3 separate regions of the Callithrix jacchus genome follow, and all the other regions are linked to region 1. The links are chromatin contacts, called in public Hi-C maps. All regions are on one chromosome and are shown on one strand. The core of a region is the stretch at or near the end of the contact, and the rest is flanking DNA. Distances in the headings are between cores, read along the strand shown.

Region 1 (4,331 bases), core at 1,143-3,642:
TCCTAACTTAACACTGTTACCAGAAGTATATGTTTAAGACCACAGAAATGGCTTTTTATAACTGAAGATGTGAAAATAACTTAGAAACAAACTCTAAATATGGAGAAAAAGTTGTATATAATTTTCCACTTATGAGGTGAATAATTTGATTTTTTCTTCAAAGGTGTCAGAAAAATAGAAGGACCTTTTGGTAGAGTGATAAAAGGGCCAGACCTTCTAATTGCTTAATCTTAATGTTTCTGAATCTGTTTCCTCTCTAGAGTGTGAGGAGAATAATTTCCCTGCTAATTAGTGAGGATACAGTGAGATGATGCATGTGAACATGGTTTGACAACTATAATGTCATGTAGATGGAAGATACAACTTTTATTCATCACTGTTGATATGTGGACAGATTTGATACTCATGAGACTATTTTTAAGGGTCTATAATTTTAAATATTTTATATCAATCTTAATATTAATAATTTTCTCAATTTTTAACCTCATTTGATCAGAAAAGTAAATTTTTGGTCAATTCTATTTGGTTTTTATTTTAAAAAGTAAAATAATGATTATGCAACATAGAAAATTATAGTTCAGTTGCCAATTCCATTAACTTAGTTTGTCTCAGAAAAGGAAAAATTACCATAAAAACAGAATTCTCTATTAAGAATTAACATTTAATCTAAAAATGTCTAGACTTCCACAGAAAATCTGAGTACATTCTCAACTTCTTTAAGCCAGTGCCTTTTTCCAAATTTCTTTTCAAAGTTACACCTGTCAGTTTTCATCAAAAAAAGTTTGAAGATTATTCTGAATAATTATGACTAATGAAACCCAAAGACAAGGATAGAACTAATTCAGTGGGCCCCTGCTGAACCTGAGCTAGCACCTATAATCAGTGAGTCTTCACTGAAGGAAGAATAAGGAAGGAGGAAGGACTAAAAGGGCAGAAAAGAGGCAATGATAAGTTAAGAAAGCACTGAATTTTTAAAAAGGTAGTGGCTAGCAGAGAACATGAGAGTTGAACCCATAAGGACTTCAGCCCAGTCTATCTATCACAGTAGCCCCAGGAATTCTGGTCATTGTAGGGGGTTCAATTTTTTAAGGAACTTACATTTTAGAAAGATCAGCCTTGCAGGTTTCTTGGCTAAATAATTAGGGAATAATTTTTAGGAGGAAGTAAGGCGCACACAAGGGGAGAGAGAAATCAGGCAGGAAAGAAGAAAATAAATCGTTTTGTTCCCATTATTTTACTGGTCATAGAATTACAAAAGGTAAACACACACACACACACACACACACACACACACTCCTTATAATTTAGGACCATCTTTCTTCATTTTAAAACTAAATAGACAGGTCTAGGTGACACAGATAAAGCAGTGGTGGAACCAGGAAAATAATCTGACTCTTGTCTCTGCACTTTCCACCGCACCACGGTGACTCTCTTTTATGTGTGTGTCTTTTTTTTAAGACTCTACAACAAAACTGAGGATCATTTGCAGTTAAAGAGATCAATGCTATTCTCAAAACAAGTTCTGATCTCTCATAATTTTCTTGGTAACTCAGAATCAATGTTAAGAACATTGAAATAAAAATATAGTACTTTACATGGTAATTTTGTAGACTGTGCACCATATTCCCATCCATTTTCTTACTTGATCCTTACAAAAACCCTTTTTGAGGCATGGCAAGGAAGGTATTATAATCTTCATTTTTAAAGTGAGCAATTAAAACTCAAAGTAAGGTCACTTAGGGTCAGGAAGGAGCCAATACTCTATTTCTATATTTGGAATACAGGAGGGAGTACACCTCCAATGAGGCAATTCCGTCCAAAAGCACCAATTTGGCTCTTCACTCTTTTGCCAAGGCATTCTCCATCCCCCGGGGGACGCCCCCACTAGGTTAGTGAAGCGTGCGTCTTGACATCCACAGAGGTTACTCCTAGTTTGCACCTAGTTGTCATCTTTAGAAGCACAGTTTCTTACCCCTTCCCTTGGTCCTGATCCTTATTTAGGCTTCTATTTTCCTCTTTGGGATTTGGCCTCCTGAGTCTCACTCCAAAGCTTCACCTCTCCAAACAAGAAGTCGCGTCCTTGGTATCCAAGGTGACTACGCAACTTTACGCTCGTTGTCCTTTCCGCTCCTTCCATTGGCCAGTTGGACTTCCAAGAACCGCCCCTCCAATGGCCAATGGTCTTGAGGCAAAGGGCACGCGCCTTTCCAGCGAGTCTAACACCTGCTTTCTTACCCTGTCTCCTCTGCGCATTGCCTCCTGGGATATGTGGTTTCTAAGATGCCAGAGCTCTGCGACGTTTCAACCTTTAGAACTACTTATCCCGTCGACCTTAGCGAAAGGGGCGGGAGTAGGCAAGAAGTCCGGGTCAGAGTTTAGAGCTTTCAAATTCGAACTTGCCTCTGAGGATTGATTGGCGGATCTTTAAATCGCCTCCAGCAAGCGAGCTAGTGCTTGCTTCATTTAAACCGTGACAGACGTCTCCTGTTTCACTGGAGACATCACAGCAGATAAGTCGATTGGCTGTGGCAAGTGACCCTCTCTGTGGTTGAAGTGTTCTGAGGACGGGCCAGAAGGGCGCGCCATGCTCGCCCCTTGCTCAGGCTGGGAGCTTGGCTGCCTCAGTCTCCGTCAGGTCCGACTATGGGCTGGCGCTGGGCGCTGGTCTTGCCGGGAGTGCCAAGCCAGGCCGTACGGCTCAGGTCGGGGGGAGCGCTGGCCAGGATCGGAGGCTGAGGTCCCTCCTCCTGGCCCGGCGCGACGGACTCTGAAGGAGTGGACGCTGCAGGTGAGCCCATTCGGTCGGCTGCGGGCGCGGCTCCCATGCCACCTGGCCGTGAGGCCCCTGGACCCCCTCACCTACCCGGATGGCGACCGAGTGCTGGTCGCGGTGTGCGGCCTGGAGGACGGTGAGCGGCGGGTCCTGGATAGCTTGTTGGTGAAGTACGACGAGACTCTTGAGGAGATGGCCATCGTGTCTGATAGTATCGACCCCCAAACGTCCGTGGAGGTGAACGCGCCCCTGAAGTTTGGCAAGTAAAGTGAAAACGGGTTTGGGTTACAGCGCACGCACAGTGAACTCATTAAATTTGGTAGACGTGCACTTTTAATTGATCCTGGCTTTCTAAACCTAATTTACAGTTGACGCCTTCGGAAGTGCACCTTTTCCTCTGTTCTGTTCTTGAGTATCTGAGCAGTATTTAAAAATTAGGTTCCCAATTATAGAAATTTTATCCATCGAATGGAAACATGATTTGGTATAATCCAGGTCAAATTACATTTGTGGAGCTTCTTGTGTTCTCCTTTATCCCATTGTCATTAACAAAGTGGCTTATTTTTCAAGGTTGAGGTTTCTTGACAATCCATTCAATGGTATGGAAGTCCATCTACATTTCCTCTTGCTCACAGCCTGGGAGTCTGTCCCCAAACAGCCCTGCCAATAAGATGTTCTATGTATTACCTGGTTTGAGTATTTGGTTTTAGACAGGCAGCCTAGCTTTTTACTGTTATGTTTCCATTCCTTTTGGCCTAAGTTCTCCATGAGTAGCAAGCTTTGAAGAAAAACATGTGGTAAGCCTGCCTAAGAAACTTAAATAGTAATGCTGCAAGATACGTTTCCTAGGTTTTGGGGTTGTACGTTATTTCCTAAATGGCAAGGCACTGTGTACACACACTTTTCTAGGAAGGGCTCCCCAGACTGTCACTCTTCCTGGGACTGAAGGAAGATATTGATGATGATGATGATGATTCATTCTTCCTGGGACTGAGGGAAGGTATTAATGATGATGATGATGATAATGATGATAATAATGACATTTAGCATTTTTAAGATCATCTTTTATAATGCTTACAGTTGCACCAAAAAGTAGATGCAGTAGTCCTCCCTTATGCACCGTTTGGATTTCTCAATTTGTTACCTGCCTCAACTGTTACAGGAAAATATTAAGATATTTTGACAGATCACATTCACATAACTTTTATTAGAGTATGTTGTTATAATTGCTCTATTACTGTTGTTAATCTCTTACTATGCCTAGTTTATAAATTAAACTTGATCACTGATATACATATATATAAGAAAAAAACATAGACTATATAGGATGTGGTACTATCTGTGGTTCAGGCATGGTGGGGTGGGGTGGGTGCTTCTTGTCCAGTGTAAGAGAAATCATCAATATATATGTGAATTCCAAATTAATATCAGTGTTTTTAATTTTTAAAATTTGTATACAGAGATGCCTGCAGTTACATCTTAAATAGACAGCCAAGGATGGCATTGTGATTCCTTATTTTCCAAACTTTCTTCATATACCACTGTCTTTTGTCCACAA
Region 2 (4,331 bases), core at 798-3,297, 230 kb before region 1:
TGATCAAAGAATTCTGTATCTTGATTGTGGTGGTACGTTGGGAGATGAATCTAAACGTGATAAAATGACATAGAATGACACACATACATTGTGCCAATGTCAATTTTGCTTTTGATACTGTGCTCTAGTTATGTGAAATAGAAGCACTGGAGGAGACCGGGTGGAGGGTACGTTGGATCTCTCTCTGTAGTATCGCTGAATGTAGATTAGCGTTGTGTATAGTTTATAGTTGACTCATAGTTTTCTGTGAATCTGTCATTGCTTTAGAATAAAAGTTTCTTTAAAAAAAGGTGTTCCAATTATCTGGAAAGTATATTTCTTCTCTCTGATGTTCTTAACTGTATTGCATTATATCTTTGATGTGAAAAGTCACCCATTAAAACCTTTACCTTCCGCATTCCTGATGTATTCTCACTCATAGAAAACAGGAAAAAGAAGGTCCACGGCATATGTGAGGAATATTCTTGATAATGCGATAAAGTAAGTGAAATTAGAGGGTATAGTATAGTAAGATGATTAACAGTTAGAATTACTTTATTTTGTTGGCTGCCTTTTATAGAAATCGCTTACTTTGTTGCATAGCCCCAGCATAATGATATTGTCAGCTTCATGCATGCAGCCACTTGGATCCTATTCTGGAATTTGGTGCTGGAATTTCTAGTGGGAAAAGCTTATATATTAAACCTTGTAGACTTGTAACCTGTGGATAGATGTTTGCAATGGATACGTAGTAAATTTCCTGTTAGTGAGCATTTTAGGAGAGAACGGCAAATAGTAGGTTGACTTTTTTTTTTTTTTTTTTTTTGAAGTGTCAGTGGGCTAGTGAGCTTGCTCTTATTTTGAAAGCCCATTTTTGGGATACATGAGTCATTTCAGAGTGCTAAAAGTATAGGCTCTGTTCCAACCTGTGTTCCATTTTCTCTCCCCATTATTTTCAATAACTGAGAGCTACAATTGTTCTAAATTATTGTCGTTGTTGGCACTAAAGGGTTTTGAGATTTTATGATTGCCTAATGTGCTTTTTAATACACTGATCAAAGCTTTTGAGGTTTCAACAGCCTGAGAATAGTTTCCACAGTGGTTTTTATGAAATTTTAAAGGAGGATATCTTTGTATGATGTGGCTTTAAATTTTTTAAAAGCAGTGCTCTGTGAATAACATGGCTAATTTCTTCATAGGGTGATCTCTAACCTAGAAGCAAGAAATTTGGGTAAGAAAAGATCTGTAATAAAGCCTTCTTGGTTTCAGTCCGTGTTCTGTTTGTAGTGCTGTTCTTCCTACCACTGTGGGTTGGCAAGAAAATCACTTCCAGTAGTGTGGAAGTGATTTCCTTTAATATCTTCCTCTTAGAGTGGCCGCACAGCTCTTCCCATGTCTGTCTGGGTGCCGGGACCTCTGGGGACAGTTGCTGAATGTGCTTTTGCTGTGGGAGTCCCTGGGTGATGGCCCTGTGGTTCTCTTTATTGCCCTCTGGCTGTGCCCACAGGATGCATTTTAGCAATTCCCTTGGCTTGGCACTGCTTGCTTTCCAGCTGTCTGATCCTGCTGGGTCTTGCCTTGTATGTGCCTCTCATTTTGGTTAAAAGTTGGGCACACAGGTCCTAGAGGCATAAAGATGTGGTTCTGGGGAAAGAGCACAGGCTTGAGAGCTAGACAGAGCTGGACTTCGATTCCAGCATGGCCACATGAGAACCATGTGCTCCTGGGCAAGTCACTTATCCATTTTGTGCATTGTCCTGCTCATGGGAGTGAGGAGAAAATGATGCTAACTGGGTAATGCAGATAGCACCTAGCACAGTGCTTAGTGCATGCGGGTATCTGAGGTGGCTGCTTTATCCTTAGTGTGTAAGGAAGAAATGTTAATGTGTGCCTTCTACACCAAATGACAGGTATTATGTGACCCGTGGATGCAGAGAGTGAGAGGATAGATCAGGAGCAGGGATGGCTGGAGGAGGGAGGGAGGTTGGAAGAGGCTCCCCGCAGGGTTGACATGTGAATTAAGTCTTGATAAACAAGGAGGACTTGGCCAGGTGAAACCAGGGGAGGAGAATGCTGAGCATATTCAGGCACAGGCTTATTTGTAGTTGCCAAAAGAACACTTTCATGCCTTCTGAAGGTCAGCCTTCATTAAATAAGCTGCTGTTTTTATATCCCACTCGTGTTTTATGGGTTTGGATGTTGGGTGACTGTAATGGAAACTAGTTTACACAGTGCATTGTTGCATATCCTGCAGCTGTGCACACAGCCCAGTGAACTGTGACAGCGCACCTGTCATCCAGCTCAGGCTGACAGAACCTGGGCTCACTGAGCAGCCGGGAGGAATCAGCCTCTGCCTTACCAGGCCATCCATGACTGAAGCTTGGGGCATGCATGCGTGTGATTCAGGCTTACCGTCCTTGCATTGCTGGGGGTTTTGCAACACGGGGAATGTTGCTGGTCTGGTCGAGGTTCCTGCCCTGCTTATGGAGTTACTCTGTGTGTCAGGGCCGTTTGCATTCTGTTAACTAGTCAGTCTCTCTTAACGCACTTTAGGAAAACTCTTCCCTTTCCTTACACGTGCTTTGTTCCCCATGTACACATGTACACGTGTACTAGTTCCCCATGAAGAATGTCACTGCCTGAAACCGAACGTTCTGTGAAATGCAGGGCTGTTGGATTCACATTTTAAATTGTTTCATATCAATCATGGGGGTTGTGTAGGATCCAGGAAGGATTTATTATAGGTGGTCAGGAGATATCCATGCCCTCCCAGAAGGAGTTGCCAGCCCACTGAGCAGGGCGGCTCTGCCCTCTTGCCTGGCACTGGATCTCAAGTATTTAAGGAAAAAAGAATTGAAAAAAAAAAAAAAAAAAGATCAAGGGACAACTTTCTCCCCCTCCCCCCCCCCCAAAAAAAGAATTGAATACGAAGATGTTAGAAGCGCTTTGGGTTAGATTTTTCAGCAAGACTGGGTTTACCTGCCCCTGGAGCTACTACACTCTAGTGTAAATTGCTTGTGCATTGCAAATCATGGTGGAGAAAGTACGATTTGATTTAACTTATTACTTTTCCACTGGGTCCTAGCTACCTTTACAGTCTGAAAACTTGTGCCAGTTAGTATTACTTGCCACAGTAATTGACTGGTCCCCTCAGCTCAGTAACTCCCAAAGCCACTGAACTACCGGGGTCATAAAGTAGAAGGGAGCCATGCAACTCCCTTCCACCTAGCCCCAGTCTCTCAGTTTATGACCCTAGAAGGGTTAAGAGAAGGCCCAAGTCCCTCTGTTTCCAGTGGAGCAGAGGTTCTTAGCAGTGAGTTTTAGTGTTGAGCAAAAAGCAAAGTTAGAGCCTACTGGGGTGGGTTGAGGAATGTGTTGTTTACTCGGTCATTCCTCATGTGTTCACATTCCTTTCTGTGTCAACTCAGTGATAATTCAGCTTGTAGGACTAGGTCACACTTAGGTGATAAAAACTTTTCATCCTGTCAGGGAAGTGTTGTGTTTTCTCAATGACTCAGAGAAGGGAAACCCAGGCTGATTATTCTCTGTCCTAATCCATCTCCTGAAAACTGCTCAGAGCTTGACTGTTGCTCTGTTTCCTTTCAGAGCCAAGATTGACGCCCCTCCTGCAGGAGGAGGACAGCCACCAGCGGCTGCTCATGGGGCTGGTAAGTGGTATGTGGGTTCTTTAGGGGCTGGCAAACAAGGGACCCTAAGATGAGGGGAAAAGACTAAAGTGGGCTTCTCATTCTGATCTTATTCTTTATTCTTTAAACAAATACTTTTTGCCAGCATTATGGACCCTGTGTGTCCAGTGGTAAGCAAGCCATATGATTTTTGCCCTCTTGGAATATGTAGTCAAGGGAGAAGACACACATGAATCATATGAATACATATGTAATTTACAAACCATTATAAGGAGTGTATACCATTGAGGATGCTTTAAAAAAGGAAAAAGCTGCATCTTTGTGGCATTTGTATTTGGGGTTTAAAATACAACAGAACAGGCCAGGCACAGTGGCTCATGCCTGTAAGCCCAACACTTTGGGAAGCCAAGGCAGGTGTATCACCTGAGGTTAGGAGTTCGAGACCAGCCTGGGCAATGTGGTGAGACCCTGTCTCTTCTGAAAATACAAAAATTAGCCAGACATGATGGTGTACACCTGTAATCCCAGCTACTCAGGAGGCTGAGGCAGGAGAATCACTTGAACCCAAGAAGTGGAGGTTGCAGTGAGCCAAGATTGCACCACTGCACTCCAGCTTGGGTGAGAGAGGGAGACTCCATCTCAAACAAAACAAAACAAAAAACAACAAAATACTTTCTTTCAAGTATTCATAATACTACTTGAGAC
Region 3 (4,331 bases), core at 1,170-3,669, 130 kb before region 1:
TTACATTTCTCTGGTTAGTGATGCTGAACATTTTTTCATTTGCTTCTTAGCCATTTGTCTTCTTTGGAAAAATGTCTATTCATGTCCTTTGCCCACTTTTTAATGGGATTGTTATTTTTATGAAATTTTATTTGCAATAATGTAGATGAATCTTGTGATACAGTGAATAAATGTATCACATCAAATTTAATGTAGGTTAGTTGTCGAGACTACAAATTGAAGCTGGGTTTTTTAGATCTTTAAATAGTTACGCCTTTGAGTTTAGAACTTGCATATGCATTAGCGATATTTTACTTCCTAGATATTGATCCTAAACCTCAGGCAAGCTGCCACCAGGGGGTGGTAGCGTGCTGCCATCTTTTTGTTCAAAAGGCAACCTGAGTATTTCTGAATTTCAAAATGATGACAGCAAGCTCTTTCACAAGATGTGACTTATAGTCTTTTTTTTGTTCGTTTTGTTTGAACAAACATAAAATGACTCATTCTTTGGGACATTTAAACTTACTAGATTTCTGTCATACTTTTTTAAAATTAAGAAATACTGACTTATTTCCTCTAAAAGGAATGTATTTTTTCTATTTTTAATGATCATAATCTTATTCCATCACACATGGTTGATCATTTTTATTTTCCCTAATATCTTTTAATAAACTTATTTTAAATGTGTATGCATGGTTGAATCCATTTTTACCTAATGATTAATTAAAATATTTTCCTAAGTTGCTAAACAGATTTGATAATTAATAATAGCTATTTTCAAGGTTTTCTATTGGGTGTATGTATCATAATAAAATAATATTAAATATTATTTATCATATGCTGAACATATGCTGTGCCAGGTGCTTTAAATGTATCACATCTAAAATTAACAACCTTGCTAAGTAGGAATTGTTGGTTTGCTTGCACAAATGCAGAAACTGAGGAGTTAAATAACTTCCAAAGTCACAGTCAAAGCTAAACTGGCATATGGATACAGCTCTGGCTACAGAGGTTCAGTATCAAGATATTTCTGGAATGGATTATTTAAATATCCCACAATTTTTTAGAGTTCAGATTGTTTCCAATTTTTCATTTTTATAAATATCATAAACATCTTTATGCGTTACATCTTTTTCTCTCCTTCTGGGTTATCACTTTTACATGGGATTACTGGGGCAAAATCATGTTTTTGTTTTTGTGCCTCCTGGTATGTATTAACTCCTAACCTTTCACACTCACATTAAAACTTGGCTGCGCATGGTGGCTCATGCCTATAATCCCAGCACTTTAGGAGGCCAAGGTGGGCAGATCATGACATCAGGAGTTTGAGACCAGTCTGGTCAACATAGTGAAACCCCACCTATACTAAAAATACAAAACTACTAGCCAAGTGTGGTGGCAGGTGCCTGTAATCCCAGCTACTTGAGAGGCTGATGCAGGAGAATAGCTTGAACCCAGGAGACGGAGGTTGCAGTGAGCCAACTGCCATTGCACTCCAGCCTGGGCAACAGTGAGACTCCTCTCAAAAAACCGAATAAACAAACAAAACTTAAAACTGACATTTTTCAGCTTTCCTGATTAAGGGGTGCTTTGACCTCAAAGCTCCTTAGGATTTACTTCCTTTCTAAAGCAAGAGAATTCTAACTGAAATCATGTCAAAGGTTTTTGGTTTTAAGGATCTATGAGTAAAGAGATAATGCAGGAGGAAGCCTGATATGCTGACGTGTGAGAGGCATCTTTCACCACAGGAGTAGAACCAGCACGGATGGGTGAAAGAAGGTAGGTTTCTGAACAAATCCAATAACCATTTAAGTGTAGGAGCATTTCAAAAGTTGGAATGATGGGAGGCTGAGAGCTTCCTGTCACTGAAAGTGTTTACGCATAAACTGAATGATCACTGAGAGAAGACTCAGGTGACTGACCTGCAGTCAGGGCTGAGAACCACCTTTGGAACCCATAGTCCTCTAACTGTAATGTGAGTCAGAATCACATAAGCAATTGTCGCTTAGGGTTGGGGCTGGTAGGCTTGGGCAAAAATCATAATCATTACTTTTTGGGTGGGATCTGCCTTTCAAGCAAGTATCTCAGGTGCTTCTCTTTGAGTTATGAGAAACATTCTGAGAAACCTGTTCTATGCTAGTTTTTAAAGATATTTGTTGCCACAGAAGAGCAAAGATTTTTTTTTTTTTTTTACACGTTAAGGTAAAATCTGTTCTAGCTGTTTTTCCTTGTGACTAGTCCTGAGTACCTACATGCCCCTCTGTCCCATTCTAATTTTCTGGAATTCCAGATGCATTGCTAAGATCATTCCTCCTTTCCTTTCTTACCAGATCTGCTGTTTCTTGCTTCCAACTTGCCGTTATCACTGGACCAACAATGAAAAACAACTAATAATCCCTGAATGTGCAATAAAGATCACAGGAACCAGCCATGGGAGAGCAAACTGTCACTAAGGTCAGGGTCACATCAGGACAGCCCTGCACGTGTGCGGTCCGAGTGTCCCCACTCTCCGTGTTCACAGTACAGCAGACAGTGCCAGCTGACCACAGCCTTGTTTCCCCTGACTGACCAAGGCTGGTCAGAATGAGTCAGAGTTAGCATGAAAGACACAATGTATTTGCTGTCCAAATTTTAGGAATTACTAGAAAACAGGGAAACCCCAAAAGGTAATAAAGTCAAGGCAAGACAAAGGTTGAAGAGAGTACTGAAAAATCTTCTCAAACTGTTTAGAAAGGTAAGTACTCCTGTTTTGTTTCAAAAAATAGTTCAACAGTATTGATTTAATTATTTTTTAATTTACAATGTATTCATTTAACTTTAAATAGATTACCTATTATTTCCTGAACTGCATGCTTATCAAGTCATAAATATTAACCCAGAAACAGAAAGTACTGCAACAGATTTAATTACTAACCAATCACCTAATCAGATTTATTAACATTTATCAAGAGTTACATGTTATGTGAACACACACACACACACAAATCGATAAAATTACACAGTAAAATCCTTTCCGTAGAGTATTTGAACAATATGTTGTTCTTAGTAGTTGCCAATGATTCAGAAGTTCCTGAAGATATTAGGGTGGAGGAGTGCTAGTTATCTGGGCTTCTATTATCTAGACACTCGCTGTGAGTTTGTTGTGCCGGTCTGACAAATATCATCTGTGTATGTGGATGAATTGTTCTCTCTCATTGACTTCATCTCTTTATTTTTATGTGGGGATGGAAATATCTACTTTTTCCAGGGGGAAGGAGGTCAGTGGGAGGGTGTTGAGGGAATTTGCTTCTGTATCATGTACACTCATGTGTCTCCTAACAATGGGAGTATGTTCTGAGAAATCCGTTAGGCAACTTTATCATTGTGTGAACATCATGCAGTGCACCTACACAATCTACATGGTGTAGCCTACTACACATCTAGGCTATGTGGTATAGCCTATTGCTCCTAGACTATAGACCTGCATAGCAGGTTACTGTACTGAGTACCATAGGCAATTGTAATACAATAAGTATTTGCGTACCTAAACAAAGAAAACACACAGTAAAATTTTGGCATAAAAGATAGAAAATGTTTCACCTATATAGGACACTTACCAAGAATGGAGGTGGCAGGACTGGAAGTTGCTCAGAGTGAGTCAGTGAGTGAGTGGTGAGTGAATGTGAAAGACTAGGACATTACTCCACACTACTGTAGACTTTATAAACGCTAGACACTTAGGCTACACCACATCACTACATTTATAAAAGATATTTTTCTTTGATAAATCAACTTTTTTACTTTACAAAACATTTTTTTTAGCTTTTAGCTCATAACACAGCTTAAAATACAAACATTGTAGAGCTGTATAAAAATATTTTCTTTCTTTATATTCTTTTCTGTAAGGTTTTAAAATTTCTTTTTACTTTTACAACACTTTTGTTAAAAACAAAGACATAAACATACACATTAGCCTCGGCCTACACAAGGTCAGGATCAAAGTCACTGTGTTTCACCTCCACATCTTGTCCCACTGGAAGGTAGTGAGGAGATGTTATCCCCTATAACAACGCCTTTTTCTGGAGCACCTCCTAAAGGACCTGCCTGAGGCTTTTTTACGGTTAACATTTTTTAAATAAGTAGCAAAAGTACACTCCAAAAAATAAAAATAAAACATATCAAATACAAAACACGAGGCAAAAGTAATTTTTCAGCTTCATTATAAAATTATGGGACCACCATCGGATAGACAGTCCATTGCTGACTGAAACGGCCTTCCGTGGTGCCTGGCTATGATACTAAATATGTTAAGCCAATGGAAAGCACAGCTTATCATTTTTTCCTGGTATTTCCCTTGACATCACCATTGTTTT

What was found. Hi-C and Micro-C count contacts between places; a contact is called where the count stands out from the background.
Region 2: a Hi-C map of skeletal muscle shows a contact between it and region 1, with 13 times the contacts expected there. The contact joins the enhancer-like site here to the promoter of FAM185A in region 1. A contact is called at or near these places in 3 of 3 Hi-C or Micro-C datasets (induced pluripotent stem cells and skeletal muscle).
Region 3: a contact with region 1 is called in a Hi-C map of induced pluripotent stem cells, with 8 times the contacts expected there. The contact joins the enhancer-like site here to the promoter of FAM185A in region 1. A contact is called at or near these places in 2 of 3 Hi-C or Micro-C datasets (induced pluripotent stem cells and skeletal muscle).

The regions. Positions count from the first base shown.
Region 1 is chr11:73,052,548-73,056,878 of calJac240_pri, forward strand. It overlaps FAM185A (family with sequence similarity 185 member A), which reads left to right and starts at 2,393. Exons shown (of 9, transcript XM_054237860.2): 1 at 2,393-3,032. The coding sequence starts at 2,585. All of the region lies in intron 2 of CCDC146 (coiled-coil domain containing 146), which reads right to left.
Region 2 is chr11:72,827,519-72,831,849 of calJac240_pri, forward strand. It overlaps GSAP (gamma-secretase activating protein), which reads left to right. Exons shown (of 37, transcript XM_078343041.1): 27 at 422-480; 28 at 1,179-1,210; 29 at 3,586-3,647. Among named protein-coding and RNA genes, the nearest start is that of FGL2, 150 kb to the right of the region's middle. Within about 2 kb of position 2,048, at least 5 of the 16 cell types and tissues checked have an H3K27ac peak or open chromatin away from gene starts, as enhancers often do. A contact at or near this core is called in skeletal muscle, where this site is marked.
Region 3 is chr11:72,922,547-72,926,877 of calJac240_pri, forward strand. The region is part of intron 5 of CCDC146 (coiled-coil domain containing 146); the gene reads right to left. Among named protein-coding and RNA genes, the nearest start is that of FGL2, 56 kb to the right of the region's middle. Within about 2 kb of position 2,420, at least 4 of the 16 cell types and tissues checked have an H3K27ac peak or open chromatin away from gene starts, as enhancers often do.